7 separate regions of the Mus musculus genome follow, and all the other regions are linked to region 1. The links are chromatin contacts, called in public HiChIP or PLAC-seq and promoter capture Hi-C maps. All regions are on one chromosome and are shown on one strand. The core of a region is the stretch at or near the end of the contact, and the rest is flanking DNA. Distances in the headings are between cores, read along the strand shown. Region 1 holds the start of Lrrc61 (leucine rich repeat containing 61). Region 2 holds the start of Aoc1 (amine oxidase, copper-containing 1). Region 3 holds the start of Doxl2 (diamine oxidase-like protein 2). Region 4 has its middle 16 kb from the start of Tmem176b. Region 5 holds the start of Zfp777 (zinc finger protein 777). Region 6 holds the start of Tmem176a (transmembrane protein 176A). Region 7 holds the start of Zfp746 (zinc finger protein 746).

Region 1 (3,054 bases), core at 368-2,867:
AAGGAATCTTATTTTTCCTGACAGACGAGGAAACAGAATGGCCTGCAGGCGTGCAAGCCAATGAAGGGAGGTCGTGGGAAATGATAACTGTCCACAGTCCAAAGCCTATGCGTCCCCCAGAGAAGCCACATAGCTGTAAAACCAGCAACCTGCAGATGAGTAATTTTTGGCATCTGTTCACCTGGACTAGGAGATGCCTCAGCATGTACCCTGTGTTGGCTGATTAGATTAGAACTTTCTCTTGACTATTTTGTCAGTCCTTTTCAGGAGCATGCCCAGATGGGACCTGGCTCCCTAATTCTACCCTGTTACACCGCACAAACATACATCCAGGGGCATTCCACAGTCCCACTCTGTGCAAGCTTGCCAGCCTCCTCTCCTCTCACATTCCTACACCTGGGGAAGAAGGAGCTCTAGTCTCCCACACAACCAGAGAATTTAAGCCAGTCAGTGTGAGATGCCAAAGCTTTTAAATTCAGACTCCATTTTAGAGAATCTGACCTAAGCTTGAACTCAGGTAGACTACAGGCCGGTATCTAGCATTAGTATCCAAGTTGTCCCCACAACAAAACCTGAGCCTAGCTCGTCTCTAGGCTAATCCCCAACAAGAGCAGAGTTTCCAAGTTACACCCCTAACAAGACCAGTATCTCCTGGTTATTCCCCCAACAAACCTGCACCCCAGGTTGCAAGCCCAACCCTTGCCTAATGACCACCCATGCAGAGGGGAGCAGAAGTTAAGTTTATGATGTGACTCCCAGCACCAGCCAGTTATATTAAAGGCCAAAGTAGCTTTCCATTTAGATGCTCGCATTCGTATTCCATGTTTGGTGCTTACTATAAAGCCTTGCCACATAGACATTCGGGGCTCCTCCCCCACCAAAACCGTCCTGTGTGAGGGTGGTGCATTGGGGGGGCTTGAGCTAGCTCGAATAGAATAAAGACCCTGCTGTGAGTTGCATCAGATCAGCTCCTGTGTGTGTGTGTGTGTGTGTGTGTGTTTGGCGGGGGGGGGGGGGGGGTCACTAACTTTTCCCTGGCACAACAGTGGAGGATGTTTTAAACAACACTCCGCCATCTTCTGAGCTCACATAGCCAAAGTGACAAAAGCCACGGATAAGTTCCTGCTGGGAGACTACACTTCCCAGCTTCCTTTGGGGACTACTGAAGTCATTTCCACCCATTTCTGACCCCAATAAGGGGCCGCATCCTTCTTCCTTTGTAGGCATTTTTGCCATTTGCATATCTTGTGACAAATGCTCCCTCACCGAGAATAAACAAGACCAAAACTTTTTCCGCCTTTTTCTCTACGGCTGCTCTTTTAAAATAATCTATCACACTAGCGGAACCCTTGTTGTTATGTATACCAAGAGGCTGTGATTGTGGGATAGGAAATCCAATCCTAATGTCTCCTGGCCACCAAGGCAGCACCCACCTCACCGGCCGCGATTGTTACCGGTTAAAGCGTTCTGTCTGTTAACTGCACTCAGAGCAGTGCCTGGGGCTGAGGGCGTGGCCACTAACCGCGGGCGGTTCCAGAAGAATCCAGCATCCCCCAAACAAACAGAACACGCAACTCGGTTTCTGGCGCAGGCCCAGCCGACCCGGAACCTGCGAAAGGCCGGAAGGGGCGGGGAGTGGTGCGACGCAGAAAAAGTTGTTTTTAAGGGACGCGCTGCGGCTGGCAGGGTACGCAAGTGACGCAGATTACACAACCAGAGGAGCTTCTAGCTCTTTGTGCTGGAACCCGCGGCCAGTGCTGCTGGAGGATTTTGTTCCTGTTAGTTTGGTCATTAGCACATTTGACAGAGCGACGTTGGGAAAGGCATTTATGGTTCCTTAACGAATGTGTTCTGTGACATTCAGTATGCTAGGCTGCAGGCCAGTGGTGACCTAGATTTTCTAACCCGATAAACGGTGCCTGGTACGTGCTCGCCCACCCCTCTCCGAACCCTGCCCCTCACAGCGGTGCAGTCATGCTCACCGCCTAGGACTGCAGACAAAAGGTGCCACAATAACGATAAGAAGGACCCCTTGTGGGAACCTTACCCGTATTTTTAGAAAACTACATCAGAATGTTTCCTGAGATAAATGTGCACTGCCTAGTGATATTCCCAAAGGCCTTGCCCCCAGAGATGTCACCAACGCAAACTGCCACCTTTGTAAATGACATTGTCCAACGGATAAAGAGGTCACCTTAACTAGGCACAGGGGAGAATGCCTCTCACTTTCTTTCACAGGCCACTTGGAAATGTCTACATTGGGAGGGTTTTCCATCTCCTGATGCTTTCTGTGCACTCAGACAAAGCAATCCCAGTTCAGTCCACACCCTTCCAGCCTGGGCTGGCTAAGTATAGGCACAGTTTTGTTGTTGTTCACATCTTTGCACTGTATCACAGTGCAAAGTCCTTAATGAATACGTGTTTGATGACGTTCAGTGTGCTAGGCTGCAGGCCAGTGGTGACCTAGCTTTTCTAATCCGTCAAATGGTGCCCGGTATCCATTTGATCTCCCTTGAACTTCTCCATGTGATGGACCAGCCTGAGTCTATTTTAAGATTAGAAGCTATAAATGTTCCTTCTAGGAAGGTGTGGAACCCCAAGAACCGCACAACTCTTAGCAGAGAGAGTGTCCCAATGGTAGACATGGTAGCCTAGGAACCACACAGCTCAGAGGTAGGACAGTGTCCCAATAGAAGAGCGTCCTGAGACACAGGAGCCCAGGAACCACATAGCTCTGAGAGGAAGCCTCCTCAGCAAGAGGCACTGCAGCTCCCAGGGAAGGGTATACCCAGCTGAGCTCTGGAGCCTCAGCCCCGCTCCACTTCTCTTCATTGCTTCTTTGCTTCTTCTGATGCTAAAAAACAAAAACAAAAACAAAAACATCACATCAGGAATCAAATCTCATTTAAAAAAAAACAAAAACAAAAAAAAAAACAAAATAGGGAGGGTCCAGGGAGAGAGGGGACAAATCCAGGAGTGGCTGCCTCTGCTTCCAGGAGCAGACAGCAAGGCTGTTGAACAAAGGGCAGGGCTTATATAGGATTTCTTATGGAT
Region 2 (3,247 bases), core at 579-3,078, 340 kb before region 1:
AGCATGTATTGTGGCTTTCGGTCTGATTTGTGATTAGGTTTGCTACTAGGGCTAGAAAGGTGAAAAATTTAAATATTAAAAAAATTGGTTTTTATTCTGATAGACAGGCTTAGTCCCTTAGCTGGTCTTTGGTTTTCCATCCTTGCTGTTTTTGCAAGGTCCCCTTACTTCCTCAGGCTGTGGAAATAACAGAGATGAGGAGAGTGACCTCCAGCTCCTCATATAGCCTACAGCCACAAATTGTGGTGTTACTAGTGACATAATTCTTGTTGAGGGCTTGCTAAATCTGAGGTTGACAATTCTCCCTTGGGAGCTGCACAGTACTCAAAACTGTGCATGCTGATTCGTAATAATACAAATACAGTATGGACACCAGCGTGGGTGCAAAAAATTTCACTGCAGGGGAAGGTCCAACTTGACCATTTCTGGGTTCCCTGAGAGATACACCCGGTTTAGCTAGAGGTTGGTATCTAGTTCCAGTTACAACCAAGAATATCTTTCTAAGGCTCTGCCTCCCCTCCCCAAAAGATACCATGGGAAAAAATCGGGTCAATATCCCCCCAGCCATGGTTAAAGCCCATTCATCCAAGGATGAGACAATCATTTGATCACCTCAGTTAAGCGTGGCCTTAATTAAGCTTAATTCATAGGGGGGAGAGAGGTTGGAGACCATACCGTGAGAAGGGCAAGCCCTTCACAGCCTCCCACCCTAACAAGCCAAATGGCCTTGTACTATGGAGCCAGTCGTCACCCCCTCCTCTCTGTTCCCCGCCTGTCATCCAAGGCTGCGGAGGAAAATCCACTACTCTCCTTCAGTGTTATCATAATAAAGTGCCTTTCAAATTCGTACAGTCAGTCTTCACCAGTTTTCCAAAGCCCTAGAAAGACTGTGTAGCTGACTACTTGGTATTCAGTAAAAGTTCAACTAGGAAGTTACCTATTCAGTAACTAATTAACGTTATAAAAGATGGAGCCAACAGCTCAGGGCTAGTCTGCTAGATGTTTATTTACTAGAGCAGAAAGGGCAGTTTTATCCAGATAAGGTTTACCATAAGAAAAGTTAGGAAGTCCCACTGAGACAGGTTTCTTCATTAGGTCCTAAGACTTCAGGCAGAACTATAGAGCATAAATAAATTTTATGCCTCAGCCCAGCCTTTTCTTTTTTATATTAACAACAGGGAGGAGATGTAGATGACACACAACACACCACCACAGTGTTAGGTAATAATAGTCTGTTGTCCTTACTCCCAAATTCTCCCAGCACTTTATATTCCTCTCCCACGCAAACCCCCACCAACCACTTATCTTTACTAGCTTTTCAGAAGGTGGGGCTGGAATCTTAATGTAAGTATTGTGTGTTCCTAGTGTTTTCCTGCCCTCTATGCCTGGCTTCCCTCTTTATAATCTCTTATCTCCAAATGTGTTTCGGCTTTAGCCAGTAGGAAGGCAATGCTGCAGACATTTAGAATCCTCTCTTGTGAAGTCACATGGGCAGTGTGGAGGAGAAAACTTCGGCAGAGCCATAGAGGCAAAGGGAGGACTTGGTAGCCACTGGTTGACCCTTCCAGTTCCCAATGCAGGGAATGCCAGCCACCCTCTCACAGGGCCCTCTTCTCTCACCCTGGAGTTGCCTGTGATGGCCTTCTGAAGCTCCTTCGAGGCTCTTGAGCTTCCTGGATCTCCTCCCTGTCTGTCATCCTGCCCCCTACTCCTCACACTGTACCCTGTCACCTCGCTTTTGCTCCTTCTCCTGACTACCTGTTTGGTGTTCCATCAGAACCCACCTGTGTGCTCTGCTCCGTCGCTCCCCAGCTCCCAGACTTTGTTCCTGGCCACTGACACAAGAAGTCTTCTTAAAGATACTGAACCCCACCCCACAGGGAGGGACAGGGTGAGATATGGGTCAACCTAGCTGGGGACCTATAGCCCATGGGGATCCTCCCTGGACAGGTGCTAGGGTGCTGCTGGCTGAGGTACAAGTGCCCTTGGACCATTTCCCTGTAATTTCCCCTTTAATAGGTGGCCACCTTTCGCAAGAACTATGCTTGGCTTTCTCTGTTACATACTGTGTAATATCATAATGTATTAACATAGAGTCATGTTCAGACACTATGAAGACATTTACTAGCCAGTTTTTTCAGTTATTTATTTATGGATACACACACACACACACACACACACACACACACACTTTAAATTAAAATAGAGTGACATAATTTTGCCCCTTCCCTTCCTCCCTTTGGTACCTTCCAGGTATTCTCCCTTAAACCCCTCTCATTTATCCAAGCTCTCAAATTGATAGACTCTAATTCTCCCTCTGTCAGCAATTATTATGGTTATCTATAAAACTAATAATTCTTTGTTTCAGGGTGGGACCCTGTGAAACTTTCCGCCTTCCACATTAGAGTGTCTACTAATTGTTCTGGCCTTGTTTATGCAGCCATTTCTAGGAGAGATTGTTTTACATCAGGCTTCCTGGTTTTCTGGCTCTTAGAATCTTCCTGCCTCCTCTTCTGTGATGGTCCCCAAGCCACAGATGTGGGAGCTGTGATGTTGATGTATCTGTTAGAGCTTTGCACAGTCTATTGATTTCTGCATTGTGTCCAGTTGTGGCTTCCTGTGATCGTTTCCATTTGCAGTAAAGTGAGCTTCTAGTCAGTTCTTAACAGGAAGCGGACCCTGGTAAAGTGGGGCTGATAAGGACAGTCACCCACAGAGAAAAAGAGAACTGCTGTGTATAGAGAACTTGGAATCAGAGAGGGAGGCATTTGAAGAGAGAAACTCCTAGTTGAGCTTAATGAAAACAGATTTTCCAGCACCCTGGGATCCTGGCAGTATTAGGAAACGCCAAAAGTTGTGGCTATGGGACGATTGTGTTTATGTGAGTATTGTGGGCCTTGTCACTCTCCTTTCTGGTGGTTCATTTGCAAATCATTTCAGAATCTGTTGGCAACCAGATAAAGAAAGGAGAGCACAGTTGACTCAACATAGAGACTTTGAGTGGGATTAGCTATAACTGCCACAACGGTGTTGGCTACAGTGAAAATTAAAGTGTCTGTCTTTAGAGTTGGGAATTCTCCTTTGTGAGATCAACAATTCCATGGAGAACTAAGTGGGTTGGACCAGAAGACGGTTCCAGGAACAACCCAACTGTGGAAAGTCTAATCTCTTTTACTTCTATAAAGAAAAATAGGGGCTGGTGAGATGGCTCAGCAGGTAAGAGCACCCGACTACTCTTCCAAAGGTC
Region 3 (3,385 bases), core at 651-3,150, 420 kb before region 1:
AGGCTGGGGGGGGGGGAAGGAGACTCTGAATACTTACATCAGATAATAGTTAACTTCAGGGCTTCTCAGCCCTATCTTTGTGAAGTAATGTTAATGGTGGGAAGCAGCTAAGTGACATGGAGGGTCTGATTTCAAGTCCTACCTGCCACATCCAGGTCAACACGGTAATGCACAAGGTGGGTGTGGCTGTGGCCAAGCTGGTGAGTCAGCAGGTGAGTTTCTCTCAATCCTTCACGGGTATAGATGGTGGTGTGGATGTAACCTGTGGCATGCATCTTGGCTGAGATCGTGCCCGTAGTATAGAAGATGAAGTCCCAGATGTAATCAAAATTGTAGAGCGCTGAGGTTGCCCGTAGCACCAGTTTGTGTCCCATCACATCTGAAAAGAAGTTGATTTTGCCTGCAGAGTTGGTGTTAAAGGTAGGCCTAACAGGCACCCCTGTGGGTATCTCAAAGAGGCAGAGGGCTCGTGGATAACGGACAGGCCCATCAGTGCCATGGTAGTGGATGACGTCTAGGAAGGTGGCTGTCTCTGGACAGTTGATGCCAGGGGCTAACTCGTGAGTTACAGTGCCCAGGCTCCAGCCTAGATCCATGGTTTTGGTCAGTTCTCCTGCAGGTGTTTTTTCTCTATGCACAGCCATAGCACCTTGCACGCCAATCTCATAGGCTATATACTCATTCCTGAAGTGCACATTCAATATCTGCAGCCCAGAAGATGGTCGAAGCTGGAAGGAGAAACTCCAGTCTTTGTAGATCACAGTGTTACCCTCTAGGTGGTATCTGGAATCATTGGCTTGTTTCACATGGGGCCCAGATTTTCTGAGGGGCGCTGCGAATTTCCCACCAGGCTTGTTAAAGACTTGTGGCAGCTCTGTGTTCTTGGGACGCAGGTCCTTGAGGACCACCGTGTCCACTTCTCCATCTGCATATTTCTGAGCCAGTTCCTCTGGGCTGCTGTAGAGCTTCCCATTATACCAGACCTGCTCTACTCTCCAGTCTCGGATATCTGTGCTCCCATGATCCACAAGGACCTCCAGACCTGTGGGTTGTAGCAGGCGATCTTTTACAATGCGCTGCAAGAGGAACCAGGTGGCCCGATGTCTAGACTCCACACTATGGGGGGCCACATGGGTGAAGGTCAGACACTGGCCATTGCAGTCCTCTAATGAGAAGCCAGTGGTGTCAAGGAAAAACCCCTTTAAGGGTGTGGTGGCCTCCTTGATTTTGTGGTAGAGAAGGCTTTGCTCTGCTTTGGACATGGGTCTGGATGCCCAGGATCGATGTTTCTCTGGCCTGGGGAACAGTTCTCTCATGTAGATGGGCTGTGGCAGGGGCCCTACAGCAAACTCGGTGACATTGGGGTGCTCCTGGGCACTAAAGAAAATGATGACACGGGCTTCCCGCACAGGAGGTCTGGTTCCTTTATTCAGAAACTCTAGGACCACCTTCTTGTTGGGCAGCAGAGTCTCAATGAGGAACACAGAATTCTTGTCCAAAGCCTGTGTGCCGGATGGCTGCAGCTCCAGCTCCGTCCTGCCCATCAGGAAGCTGTGCACAGCCTCCATCTCCTGGATGCTCAGGTCTGAGAACACCTGGGCCTTGCCATTCAACATCCAGCTGGGGTACTCTGCCATGGTCTCCTGTAGAACCAACACGATGGCCATGCAGCCCAGTGCCAAGCTCCTTTGTGCCAACCCCATGGCTCTGGAACTCAGCAGAAGAGAGGAGAGAACTTAGGTATATCTGTCTCCAAGCCAGCACTCAAGAGCACCTTGTCTCTAAGTCCTGTCTTATCCCCCCTGACTGTGCTTCCTCCCTTACGCAGCTGAAGCCAGAGCTGGAATCTCTGGGTCTTTACTCACAGTTCACAGTGCTGTTCAGGTCCTCATGTGCATCCACCTACTTCCTCCAGGGTAAAACCTTTTATACATTTTCTTATCTCCTACTGTTTTCCCCTTTTGGTGTTATAACACTGAGGAACATTCTTCAGCAGGGTGCAGTGAGTCACAACAGCCCAAGGCTTGCTCCTCAAGGGCTACACATGGCCTGAGCTCTGGTGGCCAGAGGGCTGCAGTAAGAGCAAAATTCCATTTGTGAGTCAACAGATGATCATTTAGAGGGCTGCATGCTGAAATTTAGGTGAAACGTTTAAAGCACAAGAAGGGAGGATGATACAAGAAAGTAAGGCCGGTGGGATGGAGAGATAATGTTTGAAAAAGCCACAGGGAAACATTTTTATAAGCTTACTGAAAAAACACTTCTCTACACAGAGACACAGACACAGACAGACACAGACACAGACACAGACACAGACACAGACACAGACACAGACACAGACACAGACACAGACACAGACACAAAGACATAGACACGGACACGGACACGGACACAGAAACAAAGACATAGACACACTTAAAGAGAATTACACTACCCAAGATGATATTGATCCCTCAGAAGAGCTGTTGACCAACAGCAAGCCCTGTGCCAGCCCTGGGAAGCTTCCCTTTGGGTTGTTGGTCAGGGGGATTTCTGTGAGACCACCAGAGTAGTGTAGGCTATTGGCATTGCCATTGGTTGCTTCTCACAGCTTGAAGGTAAGACTCAACTGCTGGAGACATTACATCCTTCGGATAAAAGACTTGAAGGAATTTAGTCTTGTCTGACTTGGAAGCCTCCTACTTAAGGACTGGGTCTTATGCTTTCCCAAGGTCAGTTCAAACTTCCCAGAAAGAAAAACTATCAATAGTCCTACTGAACTGTAAAGCATACAAATGAACAGCCTGGCAAAGGCAGCCTGTATGGTGCAATAGTGACACCTATGTTGGGGTGATGGGCAGCCATCTAAATGTATCTAAGGCCCATGCACAAGGTGGGAGTTGACAACTGTAAATCTAGTCTATTCCCACCAGCTAGAAAGGCAGGGATTTTTGGGGTACTCACAGACCTCAGCCCCTGCAGCCCTGTTCTTTCTTGTACCTTCTGGTGAGACTTCCCGCCAGGTCCTGCTGTATACAGCATTCCCGGGACACACTGGCTTTACACATGAGCTGGCTGCTGAATCTGCCATCAGGCCTTGCTTCTGCAGATCCTGACTGGGGTGTTCCTGGCTTCCAGATGAACGCCCCTCCCCAAAGCCTTGCACCGGTCATGGATGTTGGAAGTCCCCATCTGACCTTTGCTCTCCACTCAAGGCTCCGTCTGGGTCTCCAGCAGGAGTTTCACTCATGAGGTCTTGATGAGGTCAAGGCTTGATGAGGCCTGTGAGGAGGTGGAAGGATTCTGAGTGGTCCTTTTTATCATAGGTAATTCATTGCCATAGGTTCCCACATTAGAAATCTTTTGTGGAGAAAGCCAGTGAGGGGCTTAGAAGCCTGTGGTACTG
Region 4 (3,274 bases), core at 547-3,046, 270 kb before region 1:
AAAAAAATTTAAACTGAAATTATTATATAACTCAGCTCTCTCAGCTATACGGATCATATATATGGCTAAGGGTCCATAAGTCAATGTCCCAAAGATATATTTGTACATTTATGTTTATTACAGCACTGTCACAGTTGCCAAGTTTTGGAATCAGCCTGGACATCTATGGATAAAGAAAGTGTGATGCAAATGTATGCTAAAATTGTTATTATTATCATTCAGGGAACAATGGAGTTTTATTTGACCATATAGAAGAATTAAAGAATGTTTGCATTGTTCTTGCTTTTCTGAGACTTTTGAGTTGCATCGTTAGGTATTGGTGACATCATCTCTGATTATATTTTAACTGTAAAAGTTCTTTTATTTTAATTTATTCATTGGTAATTTCATATGTGAATACAATGTATTTAGAGTGTATCCATCCCTTGCCCTCCCTCCAAGTCTATGACTTTAAAATGCAAACACTCATAGCTGTGTTCTTCCACTTTAGAACTGTCTTTCCTCCAGCCGGCAGGACGGCACAGAAGATAAAGATGCTTGCCACATAAGCCTGGTGACCTGCGTTTGGTCCCTGGAACTCACAGAAAGATGGAAGGAGAGACAACAGACATCTCCACCACGCTGTCTGACTTCCACACTCGTGCTGTGTCGCCTCCTGATCTCTGCACATGTAATGAGGGCAAGCTTTCAAGAGGAGCTGCTTTTCGTTTTCATTTTATTCTAGAGTTTTTAATTTTCCTTTTTGATTTTTTTGAATGAACCTTTGACCACTTAAGAGTGTACTGTTTAGCATCCATATGTTTGTACAGTTTTGTTGTTTCTCTTGCTATTGATTTTTTATTTTTATTTTATGTGATATGATATTTTCATATTTGTGAGACTTGTTTTGTGATTTAAATGTGGTCCACTTGAGGGATAATTATATGGACTGCTGAGAATAATGTATATTCTACAGTTATTGTATAGAATACAATAGAATTATGTAGATGTCTGTTAAATTTGTTTGATCTATGGTAGAGTATAATTCAGAAATTTCTCTGATTTTTTTAACCCAGATGACCTATATACTGATGAGAATAGGTTTTTTTCACTCATTTGTTGTTATTGGACCATCTGCCCCTTTATATCTGGTAGTGTTTGCTTTGTGAAGTTGGCTGCACCAATGTTCAGTGCACCTATGCTTATAGCAATAATTATATCTTGATGAGTATGTCCCTTAATTAATATAGGGCGGGTTAATTTTCTTTTCTGAAAATGTGTCCATAATTATTTCTATTTGTCAGGAGCTTCTACTTTAGTATTTTCTATTTGGTATTTTCACTTCTAACCCTTCCTTTTCAGTATGTCCTTGCCAGTAAGTTCCAAATTTTGCAGACAGTGAAAAGCTGATCTGGTCTTTAAATCCAGTCCTAAAGCTGAAAAGATGATACACATAGCACAGAAGTCGCGGAGGGGAGCGTGGATGGTGGCATGTGGGATACTGCAATGGGAAGATGGAGCACAGCAGAGCATGAGTGAGATAGGACAATTGGGTACCCACGGTGCCCCACATCCTCCTTTTGCCACTGTCTTGTGTCAGGGGCATGGCCCCAGAGTCAAATGCAGGGGCATGTAGCCAAATAAAGCTTCCAGGAATTGAGGACATTTTGTTCTCATGAAAAACAGCTTTGGATGTCTCTTATTTCCATTCCTTTGAGACTTGGGGTAAGCTGGAGTGTATGGAACTGGGGGTGGGGTGAGAGAGATTCGTGTGGAGCTGTGAGCTGGAGCGATGAGGCAATCAACAAGGATCCCTGTGGCAATGTAGGGCAAACACTGGCGGGACTTTGGACCTTAATCGTGGGGAAAGGGAAGCGGTTAGAGCAGTACAAACTTTACTTGATACATTTTTTAAAAGAACGTGAAATCGGGGTGGTGGGGGGAGGAGAGTGGGGAGAACTGGGGAGGGGTTCAAGATCATTTGGCCCTGGTTGTTTGTTTTTTGTTTTTGCTTTGTCAGACAGACTAAATTCAAGGACTGGACAGTAGCCTAAACCAGTAAAAGTTCAGAGAGGACCACCAGGCAACTCTCTGCCCAAGGTGACAGGAAAAAAAAAAAAAAAAAAGACAACACAGAGAGAAAAACAGGTTGGCCACAGCTCAGCCTTCCTCTTTCATGGCCGTGTCTGGACCGGTGACCACCTCCACCTCCGCTTCGAGCATTGGTGCCCTGATTGGCTGAGACTCGTGTACTCACCTTAAGACTCTACTCACAAGTTAGGTCAGGGAATCCATCTCTATATTAAGCTACAGTGTGCCACTGACAGAGGCAAATTTAATTTACTTTACAGGTTTGTACATATAAACCCGGCAGTTGACAGTAAACTTCAATAGTGACAGCACATGTCTGCCTTCTGTACAGCAATGCTATCAGAGGCCAGTGGGAGGCAATCTCCAAATATTTGTTGGGTAAATAAATAAACAGCATGAAATGTTTTGATTTAGTGTGTTTTGAGCCATCTGTATTTGCCAGTTTGTATCATGACCACCGTGACCTATCTGGGCAGTAACTGAATTTGGTGGAGCTCTTGAGCATCACCATAGAGAGGGAGAAGCACCTTGGTTGCTCTCCCACCGGCTTTGGTTGAGACTTAAAAAACGGGGAAAGCTTTATGAACCACTGAGTGGGCATTAGTATAGAATTTCAAAACAGATGGCCTCAGCAGCCACGCCTACTTTCTATTAGCAGCCCTAGATTCATCAGAGACCTCTTTCATTTCTGACAGGCTAAATGTCTTCAGATCCAGGAATAAAGCATGTGGCTCAGACTTACCTATACTGCAGATCATATACCCTGGCGTGTGGCTTCAGGCATAGGCACACAGCCTGACTTAGTCATGTCAGCACACCTATGGCTTCTGGGTCACAGATTCAGCAAAGGCTGCACTTGAAGCCTGAGGCTGCGATGTAGGGTCTATGGTTGCTCTTTGCTGTCCCACGCCTGCCTGGGGCTGCCAAAGATCACCCTGAGCTTGAAGATGAAGACCACGAGCTGAAATCAGACCCTAGAGGGGAAAATTTCTCCTGTAGTTGTTCTCCCAGGTGCTGAGCTGACCCAAGCCTGAATCCCCCTGCTGTTGAACAAGTCCTGATTCTTACACAAGATGTTAGACTCACTAGGGTGCAGTAACTGATGTCTAAATGGTTCCCTCTGAATATCTAGGTCCTGGCCCTATGGGGCAGCACTTCAAAGCCTCCTGTAAGGGTGAGTTTCTGGGGAGACCCCAAGTGAGCT
Region 5 (3,058 bases), core at 44-2,543, 510 kb after region 1:
ACACCCCCGGGGTTCTATGAAGTGAAAAAATTATTCTGGCTTTTCCTCTAGGTTCCAGTTGGGGTTCATTCATCCCTAACTGTAACCAGGACACCTGCTCAGACTTATTTTTCTTTTTTCATTCCATTCCCAAATCTTGGCAGCTCCTGCAAATTCAGTAAACGTGCGATTCACTGAACCTGTCCAGGAAAGAGGGTTCTCTCTCATGGTTGGAAAGAGTACAAGGGGGCGAAAACTGCAACTTGGGATCAGCAAGCCACTCCCGGCTCGGCCTCAGTTTCCTCCTAAGTAGCCCGTCTAGCCCCTTCCAACCCGTGCCCTCAAAGATTCCAGGAATTCTGTCCTTTCTGGCCGAAAACAACACTGAGGCTTTTCACAAAGCACTCCCACCCCCACCCCTCGCTCCCCTTGGATCCACAGCCCGCGTCCCTGGAACCCGGGCTGCACTGCGCTGGTCACATGAACTCCGGCTTTCTGTGGTGTGACGGCTCTCTCCGATCCCTTTGTGAGCGCAGGTTTTGAAAGCCAACGACCGGGTTCTGGGTTTGAGACGCGCAGGCGGCCGCGGGCGGAAGGCTGTCGGAGCCCATCGGCCCGCCTCCAGACCCAGCGCGCCGCGCGCCCGGGATTCCGCTCCGCCGCCTCCGCCGCCGCCGCTGCCCGCCGCTGCCCGCCGCGGCCTGGCCCGAGGGCGCCGGGCCGCCAAGACGCCAGGTGAGCCGCGAGGGACCGGGAGCCGCGACGGGCTCAGGGCGTGTCCGGCGCCGAGGCGGCCCGCGCCTCACTGTTCGCTCCTACCGGCTGTAGATGGAGCTGTCTGGGTTCCGGCCGCCTCCGACGAGCCTCCGAGCGCTCCTCTTGAAACGCCTGAGAGGGACATGCCTCCCAGGATGCAGTTTGTAGCAACATGGCAGCTGCGGTGCAGCTCCCCTGCTGAAGAGGCGCCGGGACGGCCGCGCAGCTCGCAGCCGGGACCCGGGCCGCAGCCGGGGTCGCAGCGTCGGCCGCTCGGGGCGGGCGAGCGCGCCGGGGGCGGCCGCAGAGCGCTGGGGCCCAGCTCGCCGCCCGGGCGCAGCCCGCACAGCCGCGCTCCGACGCCGCCACCGCCGCCACCGCCGCCCGCGCCCGCCCGCCGAGCACAGCCCCGAGCAGGCCGGGGCCCGACGGCCGCGCAGCCCCGGCGGGTGAGGCCAGGCCGCGCCGCACTGCCAGCCCGCCCACGGCGCCGGGCCTGCGTGGGGCTGCGCGCGGCGGCGGCGGCGGCGGCGGGGACTCGCACGGCGCGGGCCGGGCGGCGCGGGGCCATGGCCGAGGCGGCCCCGGCTCGGGGGAGGGCAGCCCGCGCGCGCACGGACGCGCGGCCTCGGGGCCCCGGGGACAGCCTGCGTGCTCCGGGCTCGGTGGCCCGGCCTGGGGTCTCGGTAAGGGCCGGGCGCGGCGACGTTAGCGGGGAGGGGGCGCCCTGGCGGGCTCGCGCGCCCCCTGGGGGGGAGGACGGCCGGGGCGGGCGGGAGCGGCGGCCGTCCGTGCGAGGCTGCGCGGCCGCACGGCTCCCGGACACGCGGCCCGAGGTGGGGCGCGGGCGGCGCGCTCGCTCCCTGGCTGCGGAGCCGGCGCTGCGTCCGTCGGGGTGGCCAGCGGCACGTTTTCCGCAGAGCTCGGCCCCGCGGAACGGCTCCCGGCCTGGGCGCGGTGCTGACGCGGCTCTCCCATTTCGCAGAGCGGAGACACTGAGGCACGGACACCCGGCGGCGACCTGCCCTGCCTGCCCCAAGGTCACGTAGCGAGTCGGCCCGGGCTAGGTGCCCGCAGTCCCGTAGAGGCCTGCCCAGCGTGCCGCGGGCCTGGACGGGGAGGGGTGGCGCTGGCGGCGGCTTCGCCAGGGTGGGCGGCCTGGGCTAGCCGAGCACTGGCTGCGGCCCGTCGGGGGAGGAGGGGAAGGCCGGGCAGCGCCCAGCCCAGCGACTCCGGTGTGGGGAGCAGTGTGATCCATAGCCTCTGCGTCAGGAGCACCCCGAGTCAAACTTGGGGTACGGATAAATGGGGTCTGGCGAATGAGAGCCTAAGAGGTTGATGTTCTTCCGAGGGCCATTCAATAATTAAACGCCCTCCCACCCAACGTGCTCTCTGAGGCACCCTGGCTGTGCTAGGCGGGTTTGCTGCATGGGAGTCCGTGCCTTTGAACCTGTTTCCATGTATACTGGAAGAGATAGGATAGATGGCTTCCTAAAAACCTCGCAGTTCTTAAAATAACAATAACAAAACACCTGGGAAATAAAATGAAGATTTTTTTTTAAACATTCTTACCTCTGGGCTTAGGTCTTCATGGCATGTAATTCTGAGTGAACCATCCTGGGTCATGTAAGAAAATGGCACAGCTTTTGTAAAAAGTCAGATGTGTGTCGTTATGCATGTTTCTAGTATGTTGGCATGGATCCTGGAGCCCCTAATCATTTACCACACAAGGGTGGGGAGGAAAGAGAGACAGGTAGAAGCTGTGAAATGTGGCGCAGAGGAATTCTAACGTTCCTCTCCTGCTAGCAGGTAGCAGCTTGAGAATTTGAGCTTATTCGATTTAGCTGTCTTTGCTTGAGGGTAAGGTCAAGCCACAGGTTTGCTGGAGCTGATGACATTGTATCAGGACTTGGGGGGGGGGGGGGCTATACCTTATGACCCTTCACCCCTTTCCAGTATTCCAAATCCCTAAATGGAGAAGGAAAAAAAAACCATTTTCCTTTGAGCTCTGTCTGATTCAGGTGGTTAGTAAAGATGTCTTGTCCTGCTGGCTTTTTTTTTTTTTCTTGTCCCAGGTAAAACTCTGTTTGGCACCTAACCTGCCCTCCAGGTATTCTTTTCCCTCTTCCCACTAATTATAAGCAGATCCCCTAGTCCTCCCTCAGGCAGACTGCCTTAATATGCCCATTGTGTTGGCTCTTGGTTCCTTTAGCTGTGTGGTTGAGGCTTCCACCTAAGGGGGCTGTCTAGTATGCTACCAACTTAATAGTGAAGGGTTGAGAGTAAAGGGGTCTTTGAACTCTTTCAGGGTTTGCAGAATTTT
Region 6 (2,981 bases), core at 137-2,636, 290 kb before region 1:
ATTTCATCATTTGTCATGTACACAAGCACCAGACTGGCTTACTTAATTCAGGTCTTGTTTGGCTACATACTCTGGGGTGCCACATCAATGGTGGTGGTGGAAGGGAAGCAAAGGGACCGCCATCCCTGTGCTCTCAGACAGCCCTGGACCTTCATGATGCCACACTCACCACGATCCCAGTCCAGAAGGGGGCGCCTTCGGAATACATGGCTAAATAATGGCCTATGTAGAGGGTTCCACCCAGAACCACACTCAGAGCCCCCAGCACAGTCTGCACCACCTGGAAGAGAGAGGACTTGAAACACAGCTCTCCAGCAGCAGGGCTACCTGTTAGCTGCAACTGTCTGTACACACAGACAAAATCAACTCAATGTCTTAGGAGGACAGATGTATAGAGGAGGCCAGAGGAAAATATGGCCCAAATGAGGGTCCCTCCCTGGGCCCATCAAGCACGTAGCTACTCTCACCCAGGAGGCCACCAGCACTCTGCTGCTGCCCTGGCTCTGGGTGGAAGCGGATGCTGGAATCCTTAGCAATGAGCATCCGGCCAGCAGAAGTTTGGCCAGAGCAGACTCCTGGTGGATGTGCACATCAATGTGGGTGGGTTGTGGAGCCTCAGGGTCCACCTTGCCGACGACTGCAGTCTCCATGTCTGTGGACATCGTCTGTGAGGGAGAAAAGGAAAAGCAGGAAGAAATATTTGGCAGATGTTTCAGAGGCGGCTTGGAGTTGGGGGCTAACAGAGACACAGAATGGCTGCCCCTGGCTGTGGAGCTGTATCTTCAGCTCTTTTGGAGGGTTGTCTGTCAGGGAAGCCTGATGCTGGAGTACCCGCTTCACCCCACATTTGCTTTGTGCCCCACTGCCATGGTCTTCAGGAGCCTGATGTTTGGATCAAGCAGAACGCACACAACCTATCTCTTCACCCAACCTCTGATTGGATCTCTTCTCCCCAGCATTTTCTGAATCCAGGTCAGAGGCCAAGCCCCTTAAACAGTGTCCCCCTCTAACTGCCCCATAAGCTTCTGTTGCAATTATCTCTTCCCTACCAGGGTCCCAGGGACCACCTCACCCAGACGCCACCATCTCCTTGGATGAACGACAAGCACTGACTGACCCTGTCCCCACAGAATTGAGTGGTAGAGATGGAGGCCATACCTGTCCCTGGAGGCACACCCCAGTGTGTCCACTCCCCTAGCAAGCTCGCAGGGCGTCAGACTGGATGGATCTGGATGGACTGGGAAACGAGCTATGCTAAAGTGATGGTGGGCTGTCTTACCTGATTCCTCTGGGACCGGGGAAGTGTGCAGCAGGGAAGGCCAGAGCTCACACAGAGGCGCTGGCAGTAGTTGAGAACTTCAGCCCTGGCAGGAGGAAGAACCTGGGTGGGAGCCAGAAGGGGAGGGGGAATGGGCAGACCTCAACACTTCCTGGCAGGCAGCTGGGACTGAGGGCCCCTTTAGGGGTTTTCCAGCAGGCAGCTCCTCACTGGGCACTGGAGAGCTGGAGAAGGTGGGCGAGGTAAGAGCTGGGGTTGGCACTGATTGTTCCTGTGGAATCCTTTGATTGCACAGTGCTCTCTCTCCCAGTCAGGGATAGAGCTTTCTGAGCAGGTGCTGGCCTGTGCCACCTTGGGTGTATGAGTGTATCTGTGTCACCTGTATCCCTGCTCCAGCAGGCCTGATCATCTACTCCTGATGGACCCCCCTCAAGTGGGGCCCTTTCCTGTCAGCTACTTGCTGGCAAACTGAGAGACTCCATGTCAGGCCCCATCCCTCCACCCCCTTCTTGCTCTCCTCTCTCTGGGGTCAGCTTTAAGCCAGCTCCTCCCAGACCTCTCAGTTCCAGCCCCACCCATCGCAGAGGACAGCAGGTGAGACAGGACCCTTCACGGCCCCTTGGTAGCCCCCTTTTGAAGCATAGGGTTCCTTCTTCTCTGGAAGAGTCTCCAAGTCTACTCCTCAAGCTCCATCTTGGCTCAGGATGCTTCTCCTTCCTTCTATCTCTGCTTTCCTGTAGGACTCTGGGGAGGGAGGGATGTGTTGGACAGAGGATGTGACTCTGGAAACAGGGCTGAGGCTGGGGAGGTCAGAGTCTGGCTTTACCTTCCATAGTTATCAGTGCCTCACGCCTGCGTTCTAAGAGCAGGGCCTTTGAGACCACGCAGAGGTGGGACAGCTGTGGGGACACGGGGTGTTCTTTTTCTTTGTTTCTGAACACTGGGAGGAGGGATATCAGAGAGCCACTATCTGGAGCGGTGCCAGAAGTGGTGAGAGGCTTCTTGGTGCCTAGGGCTTTAGTTCCTGCTCTGCAGAGGAAGCAGAGGGATTCTGGGTGGCCAGGGCAGGGATAGCACTGGGGGTCTAGAGGGGGCCAGCACCCAGACAACTGAGACTTTATTCCTGGAACCTCAAGGGAAGGTGTGAACCTGAGGCCTTCATTTGTGTTTCTCTTCGTCCCTCCTGAAAAGTTGTCAGACTCCTGTGCTTTCGGCTCTGAGGTGCACGGGTGAGTGGAAGGTGCTCCGTGGCGTGGGGGAGAACATGAAGGGATGCAAAGGGAAGTGACTGGAGTGGCCGTCAATATCCAGTCAGAACTGATGCTTAACCAGACTGCCCAGGAGAGCCACTGGGCAGAACTTCTTTTGGACAGAGGCAAGCCATCAGAGGGGCTAAATGGTTGTTATAAGCCCATAACAGGAGACAGTGGGAAGCTGTGTTAAGCTCTGTGCTGATTAGAATGGAGGCCACGCTGAGGAAGTAATCAGGCAGAATATGAAGACCTCATGGGCCTGCCTGAGGCCCTATGGAAACTCGGAACAGTGGTTTTATTCAGTGGGAGAAAAGTAATATATACCACAGACCACAGTAGAAACTGTTTTTCAGAAATTAATACCTGGACCAGCACCATAGGTCCTTGCCTCTGTATCTACCAAATTATGATATACAGTCCAAAGATCAACATCTTTTTTAAAATTACTG
Region 7 (2,928 bases), core at 327-2,826, 470 kb after region 1:
CTATTGGATGGATCACAGGGCCCCCAGTGGAGGAGCTAGAGAACGTATCCAAGGAGCTAAGGGGTTCTGCAACCCTATAGGTGCAACAACATTATGAACTAACCAGTACCCCGGAGCTCTTGACTCTAGCTGCATATGTATCAAAAGATGGCCTAGTCGGCCATCAGTGGAAAGAGAGGCCCATTGGACATGCAAACTTTATATGCCCCAGTACAGGGGAACGCCAGGGCCAAAAAGTGGGAGTGGGTGGGTATGGGGGACTTTTGGGATAGCATTGGAAATTTAATTGAGGGAAAATACCTAATAAAAATATTTTTTAAAAAAAGGATTCCCCTCTCTCAAATGACTATAGCTTGTGTTAACATAAAGTTAGCCAGCACAGTCAGGGAGCTGGGGAAGGAGGGTCAGTTATTAAGAGTAAGAACAAAACTTCAGTTCCCAGGTTGCTCCCAGAACCTGAGACCCCTGACCTCCTGCACACGCGTACACATATTTGCATACATATGTGTGCATATACATAATCAAAAATAAAAGTAAATCATAAAATAAATAACGAATGGCAACAACAAAAAGATCTCAGGCACTGGTCTTGCAGGCTCCTGCTAGGGGGTGGCATGGAAGGCAATTCTGAATGGCAATACATCTTCTTTGCCACACGGGGCTCCACACTAGGCTTCTGGAGAAATTTTACATTTTGACTTTTTTCTTCCTTTCCTTGTTATTAAAAAACAAAAATATGAATTGAAAAAAATTAGGGGTCTGGGGTCTACTGGCACTACGTTAATGGACATGCTTCCAAACCTACCTAAACTTTGTTAGACATAACCTTTTATATGAACACTGTATGAACATGAATAATACACATGATAACACACATCTTGTTATACATTTGTTACGCATTTTAACGCCAAAATGAAGTAGTTCCGGACTACTCTCGTTCAACATCTTTCCACGCTTACCTGATATATCACAAGAGGGCGTTGGATCTGCGGTAACTACAGCTTGTGGTGAGATGCTGGGAACTGAAACCCAGCCCTCTGCAAGAACAGCAAGTACTTTTAGCCGTTGAACTGTATCTCCAACTGCATTCAAAAAGATTTTAAACGATGGCATTTTAACCCATTTTTCATGTCATTAAAATGTTTATTATAGTATACATACTATAGAAACCCCACATTTTTTGTGTCATTAAAATGTTTATTATAACACACATACATAATCCTACAGAGAACCTACTGTGACTTATCAAGCCATATTTCTATTGTTGGAAGCATTCATTCCATTTCAAGGCAAAAATAGGCGTGCTACAGCTGGACAGCTGCGGAAGTGACCGTGCCGGGGTGCGCACTGCCTGCCGAGGCCGTACCCCCAAGTTTTATACCGCCAAACCAGGTGGCACATCGCTGGTGAGCACTGGCGCCGCGGGGGGCGTGGCGATATGCGGGGGCGTGGTCGGAGGTCGGGCCGAGGCGGGGCCTCGTGAGGAGGGCGGGGCCAAGCGCGGCGGCAAGCGGGTGCCGGCGCTGCCGTTCGCCGCTCGAGCTGCAGGTGGAGCTGTGCCGCCGCGCTGCCTCCAGGAAGCCTCACGGGCCTTCGTCGGCCTGGCCGCGGCACCGGCTCCCAGGATGCAGTGTGGAGCGGCCGGGCGCTGACGGCGGCGGTGCGGCTGCGGGCGGAGCGGCAGCAGGCCGGCCTGCGAGGAGCGCGGCGGGGAAGGTAGCGGCAGGCCCGGGCGGCGCTGCCGGCGGAGAGGACCCGGCAGCCGGGCCTGCGTGGGGCCGCGCGCCGCGGCGTCGACTTCCTTCGCGCCGAGCAGGACAGCGCAGGGCCATGGCCGAGGCGGCCGCGGCTCCGGTAAGGGCGGCCCGCGCGCTTGGCCTGCGCGGCCTCGGGCCCCGGAAGGCCGGGGCCCAGCACACTGTGCCGCAGGCCCCAGGAGGGCTTCCGGGCCAGACCGGGCCTGCGGGTCCTGTGGCTGCGGCGGGCGGCCGCGAGGTCCTCCGGGGCCTACCGGACCGGGTGGAGCCGAGCGCAGGGAACGGCCGTCCGCGCCCGGGAGGCCGACCTGCGCCAAGTTCCCGGTCTGCGCGTCCCCGGGCCGGGCTCCTTCCTCAGCGCCGGGCCGGTGCTTCCCTCTCCCAGCTCCCCCCAGCGGCCTGGTGGCACCTGGGAGGTGTCCGACGTCGATTCTGTAGACAGTGAGCACCCACTATGTGCCCAACCCTCCTCAGGCGGCACGCGAGGACTGCTCGTATTTGTCCAGCCAGGCTGGCGCTGCACTCAGCCCGGTTTAGGCATGATTTTGTCTGCACTGCAAACCTGTGGGGTAGTAACTATTATAGTTATTATTTCATACAAAAGAAAAGCTGAAGGCCCAACGAAGTTAACTTGCCAAGAATCTCAGCGAGAAAAGTGTGGGAAGACAGTGCTCTCACAGTTCAATGTCTGTAATAAGGAAAGCAGTCCAGGTACACGAGTAGCCTTATGGTCGAACAGAAAGAGGTCGTAGCCAACCTGGTGGAGGTTCGAATGCAGGTGCTTAGCAGACTCTGGTGCTCCTCCCGCCCAGCCAGGTAATCTGTGCTTCTGTGAGTTGAGTTAGCTAGGGTTTCTAGGGCTTGGGCAAAGAGAGGCAAGGGCCAGACACAGGACAGTGCAAAACTGGTCCACAAGCCTGGAGATATGGTTTTGGATATGAGGCTGCAGAAATGGAAGGGGCTGGGAAGGCCTGGGCTTCGTCATATGGGTAGGAAAGAGTTGAAGGAATTGGCATCAGTGACTCCGGTCTCAGAGTACTGGCTTCCCTAGCTGTTTGGCAATTGACTATCCCACCTTCGCTTTAAGTTAGCAAGGTGCTAGGCTTCAGTAGAGCACAACCCCTACTTCCAACTACACAGGTCAAAGACCATGGACCCCATTTAAAAAAAA

The links. Promoter capture Hi-C pulls out the DNA fragments that hold promoters and counts their contacts. HiChIP or PLAC-seq counts read pairs in DNA pulled down with a chosen protein or histone mark. Capture Hi-C pulls out chosen DNA fragments and counts their contacts.
Region 2: a contact with region 1 is called in a promoter capture Hi-C map of pancreatic islet. The contact joins the promoter of Aoc1 here to the promoter of Lrrc61 in region 1. A contact is called at or near these places in 1 of 115 datasets of contacts at active chromatin or transcription factors (pancreatic cancer cells) and 3 of 9 other capture datasets (adipose tissue, liver and pancreatic islet).
Region 3: a promoter capture Hi-C map of stem cell-derived epiblast-like cells shows a contact between it and region 1, with 7 times the contacts expected there. The contact joins the promoter of Doxl2 here to the promoter of Lrrc61 in region 1. A contact is called at or near these places in 13 of 39 promoter capture datasets (the 3T3-L1 cell line, 3T3-L1-derived adipocytes, the HPC-7 cell line and 9 more), 1 of 484 Hi-C or Micro-C datasets (cortical neurons) and 1 of 9 other capture datasets (adipose tissue).
Region 4: a contact with region 1 is called in a FOXA1 HiChIP or PLAC-seq map of pancreatic cancer cells. The contact joins the enhancer-like site here to the promoter of Lrrc61 in region 1. A contact is called at or near these places in 1 of 15 datasets of contacts at CTCF or cohesin (large pre-B cells), 2 of 484 Hi-C or Micro-C datasets (the N1E-115 cell line and uterus), 1 of 115 datasets of contacts at active chromatin or transcription factors (pancreatic cancer cells) and 1 of 9 other capture datasets (embryonic stem cells).
Region 5: a contact with region 1 is called in a FOXA1 HiChIP or PLAC-seq map of pancreatic cancer cells. The contact joins the promoter of Zfp777 here to the promoter of Lrrc61 in region 1. A contact is called at or near these places in 1 of 39 promoter capture datasets (cranial neural crest), 3 of 115 datasets of contacts at active chromatin or transcription factors (extraembryonic endoderm stem cells, memory CD8 T cells and pancreatic cancer cells) and 1 of 9 other capture datasets (embryonic stem cells).
Region 6: a promoter capture Hi-C map of liver shows a contact between it and region 1. The contact joins the promoter of Tmem176a here to the promoter of Lrrc61 in region 1. A contact is called at or near these places in 12 of 39 promoter capture datasets (the 3T3-L1 cell line, 3T3-L1-derived adipocytes, the HPC-7 cell line and 6 more), 13 of 484 Hi-C or Micro-C datasets (B cells, CD4 T cells, the CH12 cell line and 8 more), 5 of 115 datasets of contacts at active chromatin or transcription factors (astrocytes, cardiomyocytes, embryonic stem cells and 2 more) and 4 of 9 other capture datasets (adipose tissue, embryonic stem cells, liver and 1 more).
Region 7: a promoter capture Hi-C map of stem cell-derived epiblast-like cells shows a contact between it and region 1, with 7 times the contacts expected there. The contact joins the promoter of Zfp746 here to the promoter of Lrrc61 in region 1. A contact is called at or near these places in 14 of 39 promoter capture datasets (the 3T3-L1 cell line, the C10 cell line, cranial neural crest and 7 more), 2 of 484 Hi-C or Micro-C datasets (embryonic stem cells and extraembryonic endoderm stem cells), 2 of 115 datasets of contacts at active chromatin or transcription factors (memory CD8 T cells and stem cell-derived neural progenitor cells) and 1 of 9 other capture datasets (embryonic stem cells).

Annotation. Positions count from the first base shown.
Region 1 is chr6:48,553,362-48,556,415 of GRCm38.p6, reverse strand. Lrrc61 (leucine rich repeat containing 61) reads right to left here and starts at 1,617. Exons shown (of 3, transcript NM_177736.3): 1 at 1,434-1,617.
Region 2 is chr6:48,893,836-48,897,082 of GRCm38.p6, reverse strand. Aoc1 (amine oxidase, copper-containing 1) reads right to left here and starts at 1,828. Exons shown (of 5, transcript NM_029638.2): 1 at 1,785-1,828. All of the region lies in intron 1 of Gm44764 (a long non-coding RNA gene), which reads left to right.
Region 3 is chr6:48,973,461-48,976,845 of GRCm38.p6, reverse strand. Doxl2 (diamine oxidase-like protein 2) reads right to left here and starts at 1,900. Exons shown (of 4, transcript NM_001029987.2): 1 at 143-1,900. The coding sequence starts at 1,703.
Region 4 is chr6:48,823,718-48,826,991 of GRCm38.p6, reverse strand. No RefSeq gene overlaps it. Among named protein-coding and RNA genes, the nearest start is that of Tmem176b, 16 kb to the left of the region's middle. Within about 2 kb of position 1,796, at least 31 of the 459 cell types and tissues checked have an H3K27ac peak or open chromatin away from gene starts, as enhancers often do. A contact at or near this core is called in pancreatic cancer cells, where this site is marked.
Region 5 is chr6:48,046,349-48,049,406 of GRCm38.p6, reverse strand. It overlaps Zfp777 (zinc finger protein 777), which reads left to right and starts at 1,293. Exons shown (of 6, transcript NM_001081382.1): 1 at 1,293-1,421. The coding sequence starts at 1,305.
Region 6 is chr6:48,839,888-48,842,868 of GRCm38.p6, reverse strand. Tmem176a (transmembrane protein 176A) reads right to left here and starts at 1,386. Exons shown (of 7, transcript NM_025326.4): 1 at 1,280-1,386; 2 at 468-665; 3 at 170-280. The coding sequence starts at 662. Tmem176b (transmembrane protein 176B) reads left to right here and starts at 1,495. Exons shown (of 7, transcript NM_001164207.1): 1 at 1,495-1,873.
Region 7 is chr6:48,085,241-48,088,168 of GRCm38.p6, reverse strand. Zfp746 (zinc finger protein 746) reads left to right here and starts at 1,576. Exons shown (of 7, transcript NM_001163475.1): 1 at 1,576-1,854. The coding sequence starts at 1,831.